Linked DNA regions of Sus scrofa: regions 2, 3 and 4 are each linked to region 1. The links are chromatin contacts, called in public Hi-C and HiChIP or PLAC-seq maps. All regions are on one chromosome and are shown on one strand. The core of a region is the stretch at or near the end of the contact, and the rest is flanking DNA. Distances in the headings are between cores, read along the strand shown.

What was found. A called contact is a pair of places that touch in the nucleus more often than the background predicts. HiChIP or PLAC-seq counts read pairs in DNA pulled down with a chosen protein or histone mark.
Region 2: a Hi-C map of skeletal muscle shows a contact between it and region 1, with 2.6 times the contacts expected there. The contact joins the promoter of PLEKHG2 here to the promoter of DYRK1B in region 1. A contact is called at or near these places in 1 of 5 promoter capture datasets (liver), 2 of 47 Hi-C or Micro-C datasets (heart right ventricle and skeletal muscle) and 2 of 2 datasets of contacts at active chromatin or transcription factors (alveolar macrophages and skeletal muscle).
Region 3: an H3K27ac HiChIP or PLAC-seq map of alveolar macrophages shows a contact between it and region 1. The contact joins the promoter of MAP3K10 here to the promoter of DYRK1B in region 1. A contact is called at or near these places in 1 of 5 promoter capture datasets (fetal skeletal muscle) and 1 of 2 datasets of contacts at active chromatin or transcription factors (alveolar macrophages).
Region 4: a contact with region 1 is called in a Hi-C map of liver, with 4 times the contacts expected there. The contact joins the promoter of TIMM50 here to the promoter of DYRK1B in region 1. A contact is called at or near these places in 1 of 5 promoter capture datasets (liver) and 1 of 47 Hi-C or Micro-C datasets (liver).

The regions. Positions count from the first base shown.
Region 1 is chr6:48,313,080-48,315,988 of Sscrofa11.1, forward strand. DYRK1B (dual specificity tyrosine-phosphorylation-regulated kinase 1B) reads right to left here and starts at 1,444. Exons shown (of 12, transcript XM_021094374.1): 1 at 1,271-1,444. It overlaps FBL (rRNA 2'-O-methyltransferase fibrillarin), which reads right to left. Exons shown (of 9, transcript XM_003355924.5): 7 at 2,875-2,909; 8 at 1,916-2,061; 9 at 1,703-1,807. The coding sequence ends at 1,783.
Region 2 is chr6:48,067,982-48,070,890 of Sscrofa11.1, forward strand. PLEKHG2 (pleckstrin homology domain-containing family G member 2) reads left to right here and starts at 1,551. Exons shown (of 21, transcript XM_021094371.1): 1 at 1,551-2,400. TRNAI-UAU (a tRNA gene) reads right to left here and starts at 1,206; the gene lies at 1,114-1,206.
Region 3 is chr6:48,525,233-48,528,141 of Sscrofa11.1, forward strand. It overlaps MAP3K10 (mitogen-activated protein kinase kinase kinase 10), which reads left to right and starts at 1,387. Exons shown (of 10, transcript XM_021094377.1): 1 at 1,387-2,650. The coding sequence starts at 1,969. The region is part of intron 6 of LOC100522141 (cyclin N-terminal domain-containing protein 2); the gene reads right to left.
Region 4 is chr6:48,125,080-48,127,988 of Sscrofa11.1, forward strand. It overlaps TIMM50 (mitochondrial import inner membrane translocase subunit TIM50), which reads left to right and starts at 1,391. Exons shown (of 13, transcript XM_021097543.1): 1 at 1,391-1,439; 2 at 1,757-1,882; 3 at 1,885-2,042. The coding sequence starts at 1,391. It overlaps SUPT5H (transcription elongation factor SPT5), which reads left to right. Exons shown (of 32, transcript XM_005655822.3): 32 at 1-41.

The sequences.
Region 1 (2,909 bases), core at 194-2,693:
ATGTAATTTGTCAAACCATATTTTGGTTCCCCCATGTCACAGCCTGGCTCCCCCTTCCCAGATTATTCCAAGGTCCCCCTCCCAATCAAGGCCCCACTCCTTCGGATGGAAACAAGGGGGAGGCGTCTCTTCCCACCGATCGTCCTTCTCTCTCCTACATGGATCCTACCCTCAACCTCCCCAACCAGTATTTCTGTCAGGGCTCTTTCTCCAGTCACTTCTCTACACCAGGGTCAATCCACAACGGTGCCCATTCCTAGAAGGCCCCCGCGGCCAAATTTCCCAAATATTACAGAGTTCTCCCCTTCCACAATATCTGCCACACCAAAATCCTCTCGTCACGGGCCTTCTCCCATGTCATTCCTTTTCTCCTATGTCAAGCCTTGCACTCCACGATCCCTCTCTCTTGGAGCTCCCCCACAAAACCTCTTCCCCACCAGAGGGGCCCTCCCACACCAGGACCCTCTCCCAGCCTCCGCCCCCTACCCGGGTCAGGGCTGGCGCGGGGCCCACGGGGGGCTGGGGCGCGGTGGGGCCCCCAGTGGTGTGGGCGAGCGGCCAGCATGGCGGCGGTAGCGGTGGTGAGAAGACGGCCGCCTGTCCCGGCCCGGCCGGCCCGGCAAGCCCCGCGGCGGGGAGGGCAAGCGGGACAGGCGGCCGGGTGGGTGACAACAGCAGCCGCCGCCGCTGGGGGCGGGGAGAGGAGGAGACGAGGGTCAGCCCGGGGCAAGCGGGGGAAGGGGAAAGCAGGTGGACGGGGGAGGGGCGGGTTAACCCTCGCCCCGCCGGCCCCGCCCAGCGCAGCCACCTGCCCCCGGGGACCCCGGCGTCCCGCCCTCCACCCTGGGGGCCCGCCCCGGCCAGGGGGAACCCGGCGGGCGGGGCTGGACCGAACCTGGCAGTCCACACCTACCATGGCAACAACCGTGCCATTGGTCACTACTGCCAAGAGCTCAACCAATCACAGTCCAGGACAGCTGTTGCTAGGCGACGACGATGCGGCCGGCGGAGCCGAGCCCAAACAAAGGGCGGGAGCGGGGCCCCGCTACCCCCTCCCAGCTTCCCTCCCGAGACAGCTCTCTCCGCTCGGGCTCGGCCCCTTCCAGGAATCCAACTATGAATAGCCAGGCAAGGCCTGCACCTGCCTGCCGTCCCCCTCCTCTCCTCCCTCGGCCTCGTGCTAAGTCTCGCGGCGACGCAGGCAGGGCGGGTCCCGTACTACCCTCCTCCCCGCGAGCGCGTGCCGCTCCGTCCATAGCCGCGTTGTTACCTGAGGCCGCGAGCAAGGGAACTCAAACTGCTCGGGAAGCCCGAGCTCAGACCTGCCCACTGGCTGAAAGTATCCGGCGGACGCGGCGAGCCAGGGCCCCGATTACCCAGTAATGCAACCAGCAAAATGGCGACCACAACAAACCGGCCCCCCCGCCCTGGACTCCGCCCCCACCCCCCCAAGCTGTTTCTCCTCACGTGACCCAGGGCAACACTCTGCGCCTGCGCTCGGAGGCGCTTACTGGTCTCCCAGCACAGCAAGCTATGAACCCCGCCCAAGCGCCGAAATCCAAGTTACGGCTGCGTAAGAGCCCGCTAAGAAACGAGCACGCGCGGTGCCACCGGGAGAGTGCCCGCCCCCACCACGCAAGTAGACCAAGGGCGCATGCGCCCCGTTAAGAGCGGTCGCCAAGCAATCAGCGGCAAACAAGAAGGACGCATAAGTCTTTTAATAGAAAAACACGCGTGTAACAGTAGCAACACAGTCTCTCGCGATCCAGATGGCACTGGGCTTCAGTTCTTCACCTTGGGGGGTGGTCTGTGAGAGGAAACAGATGCGGGGACTCAGAACTTACAAGCACTTTGGGGTACTCCTAACTAGTATTGAGACTCCCGGCTCTGGTGGATTACTGGGCCCCCTGCTTACCTGTACACACCCACGACCACAGCGTGGTCTCTTTCGTACGGCTCTAGGGTCAGCTGCTCCTGGGGCTTCATGTTCTCCTGCTGCATCTTTTTCACTTCAGAGGCAAACACGGCCTCAGCAGAGGCTGTGGAGTCAATGCAGTTGGCCTGAAGAAGAAAAAGGGTCTGAAGTCTGCAGCAAGGGTTTGGGGCTGTTTTCCCTTTGTTGTGCTCTTTCAAACCAGTAGAATTTTTAAGTTGGAAAATAGGCTTTGGAAATGTAGGGAAAGACTTTGTTAGGTAAGTTTTTAAGTAGTTTGGGTTTGAAACAGGAAGGCTTCAGCAGAGCTCTATTTATCTAAAGGCAAGTGTTTAAAATTTCCACTCTGGTTTCCCCCCCTCCCCGCCCCCATTTCCTCTTTAACAATCGCAATAATGCAGCTGAGATTACTAAAACAAATGCAGCAAGTGGTTAGGAAAGGCTCAATCTGGTTGAAAGTACACTGGAGAGGTCTCTGTATTTCAAAATAAAACGTTTTTAAAAATGTACCTAGCATTTATCTGGTATTTATACCAGGTTCTTGGCTAAACACTCCATACATATATTGAGAAATTTAGTCCTTACATCAACCCTAAAAGAGTTAGGACTAACATTGCTATTTCACAAGTGAAGCAACAGGCATAATATATAGGTCACCTGCTCAAAGACACACACTGGGATTCAAACTCATACGTGGGGATCACGCACTGAACCACGACGGTCTACTGCCTCTTTAAATCCTAAGGTTTTTAGTTTTGCAGACATTTTTCATTACTTGCTATTTGATTGGGTGGTTTATAGGGAGCTGGGTAGGGAACACACTGACTGGATTAGGACGGAGGGAAGCCCCCCCCCGCCCCCGCCCGAGTTTTAACTGGCTACATGGCAGGTATAGAGAGAAGATACTGCCACCCCATCTTAGACTCCTCTATGCCCCGCACCTTAATGGAGATCACAAAGTGTCCTCCATTGCGTA
Region 2 (2,909 bases), core at 301-2,800, 240 kb before region 1:
ATCCAACATCATCTCCCACCTGAACCCCTTCCTTGTCTCCTGGCTCTGGTCCCTGCCCTGACTTTTCAACACTCCCCCTCTAGACAGCCAGAGGAAACCTGTCATGACACTTGAGTCAAATGGAATAAAAGCCAACGTCCTAAGTCCTCACCGGCTTACCCAGTCTGGCTCTCATCTTTGGTCCCTTTTGCTAGCTTCTACCGATACGTCTGACACGCTTCAGCCACTGGGCCTTTGCACAGGCTGTTCCTCTGCCTGGACTACTCCCCAGGTGTCCCAATAGCTCACTCCCCTCCTTCAGGTCTCTGCCCAAATGTGTCCTTAGTGAGATGGTCCCTGACTGCTATTGTTGCAACCCGCATCCTTCCTATGTTGCTCTACTTTTTCCATTACGTTTGTTGTTTATAACCACTTAACATATAAAATGGACTTAGATCTTTATAGCAATCTGCCTCCCCCACTAGAAAGTCAAATACTGGGGCAGAGACTTTGACTTTGTCTTGTTCACTGCTCTTATCACTCACACCTAAACTCTAAACAGAGACCAGACATACAAGGGTCACAAATTTCAGAATTTGTTAAAGTAAAAATAATAAATCGATTCGAAATGAGGAGGGACAGAGAAAACTCCAAGATACACATATACAAAATAGTACCTATGTGAGGTAATTGATGTTAACGGTTCTGGTAATTATTTCATACTTTATACACTATCTCAGGTTGTTATTTTGTACACCTTGGACTAATACAATGATATGCGGCGATTATATCTCGACAAAACTGGAGGGAAGAAATTCAAGACAGAGACAGATGGAGGAGAGAGTGTCACATACAGAGTTTGCAGAGGACACAAAAGTCTGGCATGTGCAGAAGTCTTGAACTGAGATTTGCAGACCCAGGCATCTAAGAGGCGATGCCACCCCCTGGTGACGATGAAGAGAACGGCACCTCCCACAATACAAAACACTCCCTTAGCGACCATCGTCAGAGTCCCAGGAGTCTTTCCAGTTTGAAAATTGCAAAGATCGAAACGTTCATTCCTCTAAGTGATGTAGGTGTTCGGCTCGATCAATAAGACATATAAATCTCTAAAATACTGATATGAAGAAAAGTTGCTCCAGGTGAGGATCGAACTCACAACCTCGGCATTGCTCCGCTTGCACTGCTATATAAGTACCGCGCGCTAACCGATTGCGCCACTGGAGCTTCGGCCGCACCCTCGCGTCCCGGGGTCCTTCAGTCGTTCTTGACCACGTGACCTCACTGGCTAGCTCCGCCTCATCTTTGCATATACAAATAGGAACCTTTGGGTTGGCCAATAGGAGAAAGCGCGTTACCAGTTCCGGATTCTCACGCCTCAAAGGCTCTTGCTGTAAAAGGGAAAAGTCTGAAAGGCGTTTGGAATGTGGGGGTGTAGCCTGCCTGGGACTCGCCTTCTTATGAATATTCAGAGCCTGGGGAGGAAGGGTCTTAACCCTTAGCTGGCTGGCCAGCCGGAAGGCGGCCCCTCCCCCTGCGGGCGGGAACAGGATATGAGCCCGGGCGGCTGGGGGGAGGGGAGGCCTCGGGCGACCGCCCCCTGCCCCACAGCTGAGACCGGACTATCCAGCCCTAGATGTGGCGCCGCCACCGTCCGAGACCCGTGCCACCCATCCTGGAGCCTGAGGGGTCCAGAGTCGCAGACTCCAACAGCCCGAAACTCTGCACCGCATCCCGAGAGACCCCCGAAGCCCAGGCCCCACCCAGCGTCCAAGCTTGAGGACCCCAGACATCCAGGTGCCCAGCGCCCCCTCCTGGAGAAGCCAGGAGTCCCCTTCAGCCCCGCGCGACCCTGTAGGCCCAGCTTCCTGCACTCAGTTTCGAAGAACTTAGGATCCCAGACCGGAGTTTCCCTCTAGAGTTTCCCAGAAAGCTAAGTCCAAGACTCCCCGGGTTGGAGGAACTTGGGATACGGACTCCTAGTGTCCTACCCAGCCTGTTTAGAGCTGAAGCGCCCACTACTTCAAGGGAAAGGGACCCTGGAATTTGGGGTTCCCTGCACTCCTGCCTAGAGATGGTTTAATTCCTGCTCTTAGAGTTAGGGGAACTCAGGAATACGGACTCCCCCCCAACCCACGAACCCATCTAGAAGGCTCAGGAATTTGGGTTCCCAGCACTACAATTTGAGATTCAAGAGTCGAGGCTCCCAGCATCTTCTGCTTAGAGGACCAAAGAAATTCGGACCACTACACCCCATTTTCGGAGAGATCCCGGAGTTTGTTCTCGGAACCTGAGAGCACGAAGTTCACACCTCGGACTTGCTGAGACGCGGGAGCCCCGGTTCTGCTCCTCCTCGGAGACCGTGCGAGGGTCGAATAGCAACCGGGCTGCCTTGCTCTGGGGCTGGAGACTCCCCGGGAGGTGAGGGGGAAGGCGAGGGGCCCCGACGGGCTGGGGGAGGGGGCGGCGCCGCTGCCGCTGAACAATGAGGGGGCGTGCCGGCGGGGGGCGAGCGGAGGCGCCAGCGGGAGTTGGGGGCTAGAGGGGTGTAGGGAGGCGCTGCGGGGGAGCTGCGGCGGTGGAGACAGTGAGCGGATCGCGCAGGGACCGGCCAGAGGGGGTCGAGGACTCGGGGCCAACCGCCCCAACTCGCAGCCCGCCCCAACTCGCAGCCCTCGGCGGGGGAGGGAGCCGTCTGCAGGACCCTGGCATCCGGTTCCCCAGCCTGCTCCGCCCTCCCCTGGGACCCCGCGGCCTCCCGCCCACGGCTTTTTCCCAGCCCTGCCCCTCGCCCTCGGCTGAAGCCGGAGCCCTAACGTTCCCAGGATCCTTGAGCCCCTGGCCCCAGACACACCAGACTCATAGCTTGGGCGACTCGTTAGGTCTTCTTTGTCTCACCCTTTCCATCTTTTTCTCAGTGGTAGCTCTCC
Region 3 (2,909 bases), core at 137-2,636, 210 kb after region 1:
TTTGGTTTGTTTGTTTGTTTTTTGTTTGTCTTTTTAGGTGTGTGCATATGGAGGTTCCCAGGCTAGGGATCCAATCAGAACTGCAGCCGTCGGCCTATGCCAGAGCCACAGCAAGGGGGGATCCGACCCGCGTCTGTGACCTACACCACAGCTCATGGCAACGCCGGATCCTTAACCTGCTAAGCGAGGCCAGGGATCGAACCCCTGTTCTCATGGATGCTGGTCGGATTCGTTAACCGCTGAGCCATCACAGGAACTCCCGGAAGGCAAAGTGTTTGGTTGTCGTGGTGATGGTTTGGTTTTAATTTTAAAATCTGCCTTTGGGAGTTTCCGTCATGGTTCAGCAGTAGCAAATGGGACTAGTAGTATCCATGAGGACGTGGGTTCAATCCCCGGCCTCCTTCAGTGGGTTAAATATCCTGAGTTGCCGTCCCAGACGTGTCTTGGATCTGACGTTGCTGTGGTGTAGGCGAGCAGCTGCGGTGCCAAATTCGACCCCTAGCCTGGGAACCTCCATATGCCAGAGGTGCGGCCCTAAAATTAAAATAAAATAAAACAAAAACCTGCTTTTGATTCTTGCTCTGCCATTTATAGCTGTGACCTTGGACGAGCAAGTTTATTTCTCCATGCTTCATCTGTAAAATGGGCGCTTTGCGAGAATTTAATGACACTATTACGCAAAACACTTAGCATAAGATGCACTTTAAGCCCCATTAAAGTGAAGTTCTCGTTTTCGAAGGCGGGGGATTCTCAGAGTTAAGACTGCGGGGGTAGAGGAAACCCAAAGCTGGTGGGGAAAACAGACGTGGCTGTGATTTACCCAGGGACACTACGCACATCCTCCCACCCCCTTCTTCCCCACAGAGGCTGCACCATCAGCCCGACCCCCTAGCTTGCTGGAACCACCAACTGGCTCTCTTTTGGGGTGCTGTCTCCCCGCAGCGCGGGTCCCAGAACAAACTACACTTCCCGGCGTGCACCTCGGGTCGCGACCCCAAGGGGCAGTCCAGCCGCAGGGACCGCGTCCTGGCCGTGTTAGAAACTCGGGGCAGTAACCACCATTCACGCAGCTCCTACTTTTCGCTTTGCGAAGCGCGTCAGTCACCGCCAACCCCACCTTTGGGCCACAGCCCCTCAGGGTCTGTGAGGAGAGCTCGGCCCTCTCCTCTCCTCCTCCAGGCGTTGCGTCCACTGCGTCCCAGGGAGGGTCCGAGGCCAGGCTGATCTCCCCGGGAGGATTCCTTCGGCCCCGCGCTGTCCCCATTTCGGCCGGAGGCCGGCACCGGGGCTCTGGGGACTCGGGGACTGGGAACGGACCGCGGGGCCGTGCTGCCGGAGACTACAACTCCCAGGCGGCACCGCGGCGCGGCGGAGCGAGCACGTCACTCAGGCACCGCCGGCGGCCCCGGGAAGTGGCGCGGGCGGGGGCAGGGGCTGGGGCCGACCCGGAGGCCGGTGCTGAGGATGGTGGCCGCCAGGCTGCCCCGTGCGTGAGGAGGCCGAGGGGCGCGCCACCCTGTCCTGGGGCGGGCGCCCCCGGAGCCCCACCGGCCCCGCCCCGCCCGGCGGTCGTGGCCCGGGATGCGGAGCCGGGGGCCGCCGGTGGAGCTGCGCGGGGTGAGAGGCGCGGGGAAGGGGGCTGCCTGCTTCCCTCACCCTCGTCCCCCACCGGCGGGCCCCGGCAGGAATTCGGCAGCCGTGCGGCCAGGCCTTCTTAGCGCCCTGACATTTAGGGGGCACAGGTGAACCCGCCGCCTTTCCCCACCCTACCCTGCCTGGACAACTGAATCGGGAGGGGGACGACCCTGCCCTTTTAAAGAGGCTTTTCCTTGCTCCTGCGGAGGGTCCCCCAGCCATGGCCCCCAGGAGCCCCCTAGACCCCGCAGGGACTGGCCGCCGGGGCCGGCTCTCTGCGTCTGGCGGGCAGCCTGTGTGAAGCGGCCTCCCGCAGCCCCCGGCCCCTCCCCCATGGAGGAGGAGGAAGGGGGGGCGGCCAAGGAGTGGGGCACGACCCCCGCGGGGCCTGTCTGGACCGCAGTGTTCGACTACGAAGCGGCGGGCGACGAGGAGCTGACCCTGCGGAGGGGTGACCGCGTCCAGGTGCTTTCCCAGGACTGTGCCGTGTCTGGCGACGAGGGCTGGTGGACCGGGCAGCTACCCAGCGGCCGTGTGGGCGTCTTCCCCAGCAATTACGTGGCCCCCGGCACCCCCGCCGCGCCCGCGGGCCTCCGGCTGCCCCAGGAGATCCCCTTCCACGAGCTGCAGCTAGAAGAGATCATCGGTGTAGGGGGCTTTGGCAAGGTCTATCGGGCCCTGTGGCGTGGCGAGGAGGTGGCGGTCAAGGCCGCCCGGCTGGACCCTGAACGGGACCCGGCAGTGACAGCAGAGCAGGTGCGCCAGGAGGCCCGGCTCTTCGGAGCCCTGCAGCACCCCAACATCATTGCCCTCAGGGGCGCCTGCCTCAGCCCCCCACACCTCTGCCTGGTGATGGAGTATGCCAGGGGGGGTGCACTGAGCAGGGTGCTGGCAGGGCGCCGCGTGCCCCCTCACGTGCTGGTCAACTGGGCCGTGCAGGTGGCCCGGGGCATGAACTACCTACACAATGATGCCCCCGTGCCCATCATCCACCGGGACCTCAAGTCCATCAACAGTAAGTGGCGCCCTCCCCCCAAAACTTGCTTCTATAGAACTTTGTGAGGCCAAACCTAGGTGGTGGGAAATGGGGACACCAGAAGACATTGCCTGGGGCAGCAGTCTACCTTCAGGGCCAGGTGAGGCAGTCCTTGTTCCATTAGGGGAGGAAAAGAAGGCCCGGAAAGGTGGAAGGAATACCTGCTTTCTAGGCTATGATCACAGTAGCTCAATAGATACATATCCCTGAACACCATGATAGGTAGGCCCTGTGTTCC
Region 4 (2,909 bases), core at 141-2,640, 190 kb before region 1:
TTGTGTTATGGTCTTTAATAAAAAGCTCTTTGGTCAAAAGTCGGGCGTGTGTGGGCGTGTGTTCCAGTTTGTGAGGAGGGTCATTTGCAGACCCCACTTACTTGTGTGGTCTTAGGTAAGTAACAGTCTACTGTCTACATAAACCTCAGTGTTCTCATCTAGAAAATGATACTCCCTACCCTGAGGGCTCTTGAATGTGTAAGATGTTGGAAAGAGATTATTAGAACAGAGCTTGTCATGTAATTGACAAAGTTCCGTCTTATGCTTGAGTCTTATGCTTGAGTCTCATGCTTGAGTGAAGTAAAAATCGGTTAATATTAAATTGGAAACAGATTCCTCCTATGGTGCAGCATTTGATGGTCCTTTCTCTTGAGCCCATCAGCAGTGATGCCAGCATTGCTGTAGCTTGTCTAAGAGCTTGGGCATGGGAATGAGGAGCAGTGTGGCAAACGGGGCTTAGTACCTGACTCCTTCACTTTCCTCATTTGATAGTCACAGGTCTTTTTGCAAATGCAATATAAAATGTATTATAAGATAGTTGAGGGAATTCCCGCTGTGGCACAGTGGGTTAGGAATCCTACTGTAGCAGCTTGGGTCGCTGCAGAGGTGGGGATCTGTACCCAGCTGTGGCCGTCGTTAAAGGATCCAGGGTTGCCCCAGCTAGGGGTGGGTTACAGTTGTGGCTGGGATTCATTCCCTGGCCTGGGGAACTTCCGTATGCTGTGGATGTGGCCATAAAAAATTAAAATGTTGAGCTGTTCAAAAAGATCCACCAAGAACACCCATGTCCCCACCACTCTGCTTAGGAACCTGATAGGAAGGATCCACTTTAGCGGCACACCCAGTACATTCTCCTCCAGAGGTAATCACAGCCCTGAATCCTGTGTCTTTTTCCTAACATCGGTACTTTTACTACCTTAGTATTTATCCCTAAATGTTGTGTGGTGGCTTTAAGTGTTCTTTTAAGTTTACATAACGGAGTTAATAGGTTAAGTAGGGATCCGGTGTTGTCACTGCTGAGGCTCAGGTTGCTTCTACCATCCCAAAGTTCAATCCGTGGCTGGGAACCTTTGCATGCTGCAGGCGAGGAGGAAAAAAAGCCTATATAGACAGCATGACTGGAGTTCCTGTCGTGGCGCAGTGGTTGACAAATCCGACTAGGTACCATGAGCTTGCAGGTTCGATCCCTGGCCTGGCTCAGTGGGTTAAGGATCCGGCGTTGCCGTGAGCTGTGGTGTAGGTTGCAGGCGCAGCTCGGATCCCGCGTTCCTGTGGCTGTGGTGTAGGCCAGCGGCTGCAGCTCCTATTCGACCCCTAGCCTGGGAACCTCCATATCCCGCGGAAGCGGCCCTAGAAAAGGCAGACAAAACAAACAAACAAAAAAACCAGCATGACTTTTTCCCTTGAAAATAATTTGAGGGAGATTTACTGTGGCTCCTGTAGCCTCTGATTCATGGATTTCCTCTCAATACTCGAAGCCCACCAGACAGGGCGACTGTTCTCTTTCGCTGAGCCTCCATATGAAACTGACTGTCTTTCCAGACCGTTTATAGGAAGCTCATGGGAGGAGGGGCCCGCTCCTGACTTTTGGCTGTTAGGACAAATCAAGCAGCCACAGACTGGATCCCTCGGTTAGGGCCTCAGCTTGACCTCCGAGCAGCGGGTGTCTGCCCTGTTCTGCGGCAGGGGCGGTGGAACGCCCTCCGTCTGGAGGGAGGCGTGGTGCCGGCTGACTCTCCTGGTTGGCTTGCCCCAGGCGGCAAAAGAGTGACTGGGGGTGAGCGCGCCCGCTGCAGTGCTCCCGAAGCCTTTTGTCTCTCTCGGGCTCCCGTCCACCCGCCTCTCGCCTGCACCCTTATTGGCTGCGGTGCGGGCCCGGGGCGGGGAGGAGGGGGGGGGGACGAGTGGGCGGGGCCTCGTGGCGTCAGCGCAAGATGGCGGCCTCGGCGGGGCTGTTCTTGCGGTTGCGGAGCGGGCTCTTGCAAGGCGCGCGGGGGCTGTGCGCGAGGCTCGCGACGGCGCCTCCCCGGGCCCCAGACCAGGTGAGCTGGACTGGGGTGGCCCTCGGGTGCGGAGGCTCCTTCCTGGAGTTCCAGGCGGGCCGCTGCCGCCCAGAGGCTCTGGGACACAGCACCTCAGGGTGCTGAATGGAACGCCGCCCGCGTTTTGGGTCTCTTCCCTGCTTCCCCGGGTAGGCGGCGCTTGCTTCCCCGGGCTAGATGCTTAGGGGCTCAAGTGCGTCCTTTGGATCCTACCTCCTCTGGACCCCACGTGGGCGCCCGGGGTGGGGGTGGGGGGGTCACCTGTTCTCCCGTCTTGGCCGCCCTAGGTAATACTAGAGGGGGAGGGGCCCGGGAAGGTCGAGTCCCAGCGTGGCCTTGAGGGTATTTTCCCTGAGAGGGGTGTGGTGGAGAGGTAGATGTTGGAGCTTCTGATTTTGACCTCTCTCCATCTTGACGGAGACCCAGCCATTCTGATCTCCAGGTCTTTCACTTACGTGCCCTACTTCTCCAAGCCCCAGAGAAGCTATTGCTCCTCCAGCCTCGCTCCTATCCCTTCCCTTCCATATCCTGCTACTTTGAGCCCCAGACATCTGGATGACCCTACTCCCCGTCCTGTCCCCTTGTGTGTCCTTCATTGCCTTGCTTTAGGAATCCCAGTGTGCAGACGGACTCCCTGATCTCATCTCCCTGCCCTGCTTTTCCCCTCTTCAGGGTCTCCAATCTTTTGCCTTTAGGATCCTGGGCACCTAGCCTGTCAACTCTTGAACCCCTGGAATCTTGGCTCCAGGCAGGAACACAACTCCGGAGGCCATGTGGGTGTCTGCTTTCTGGCTTCCAACCTTGATTCTTCTCAGTTCAGGGTACCCAAACCACCCTGACTTTTCCCCTCTCTTGGCCAACCTACCC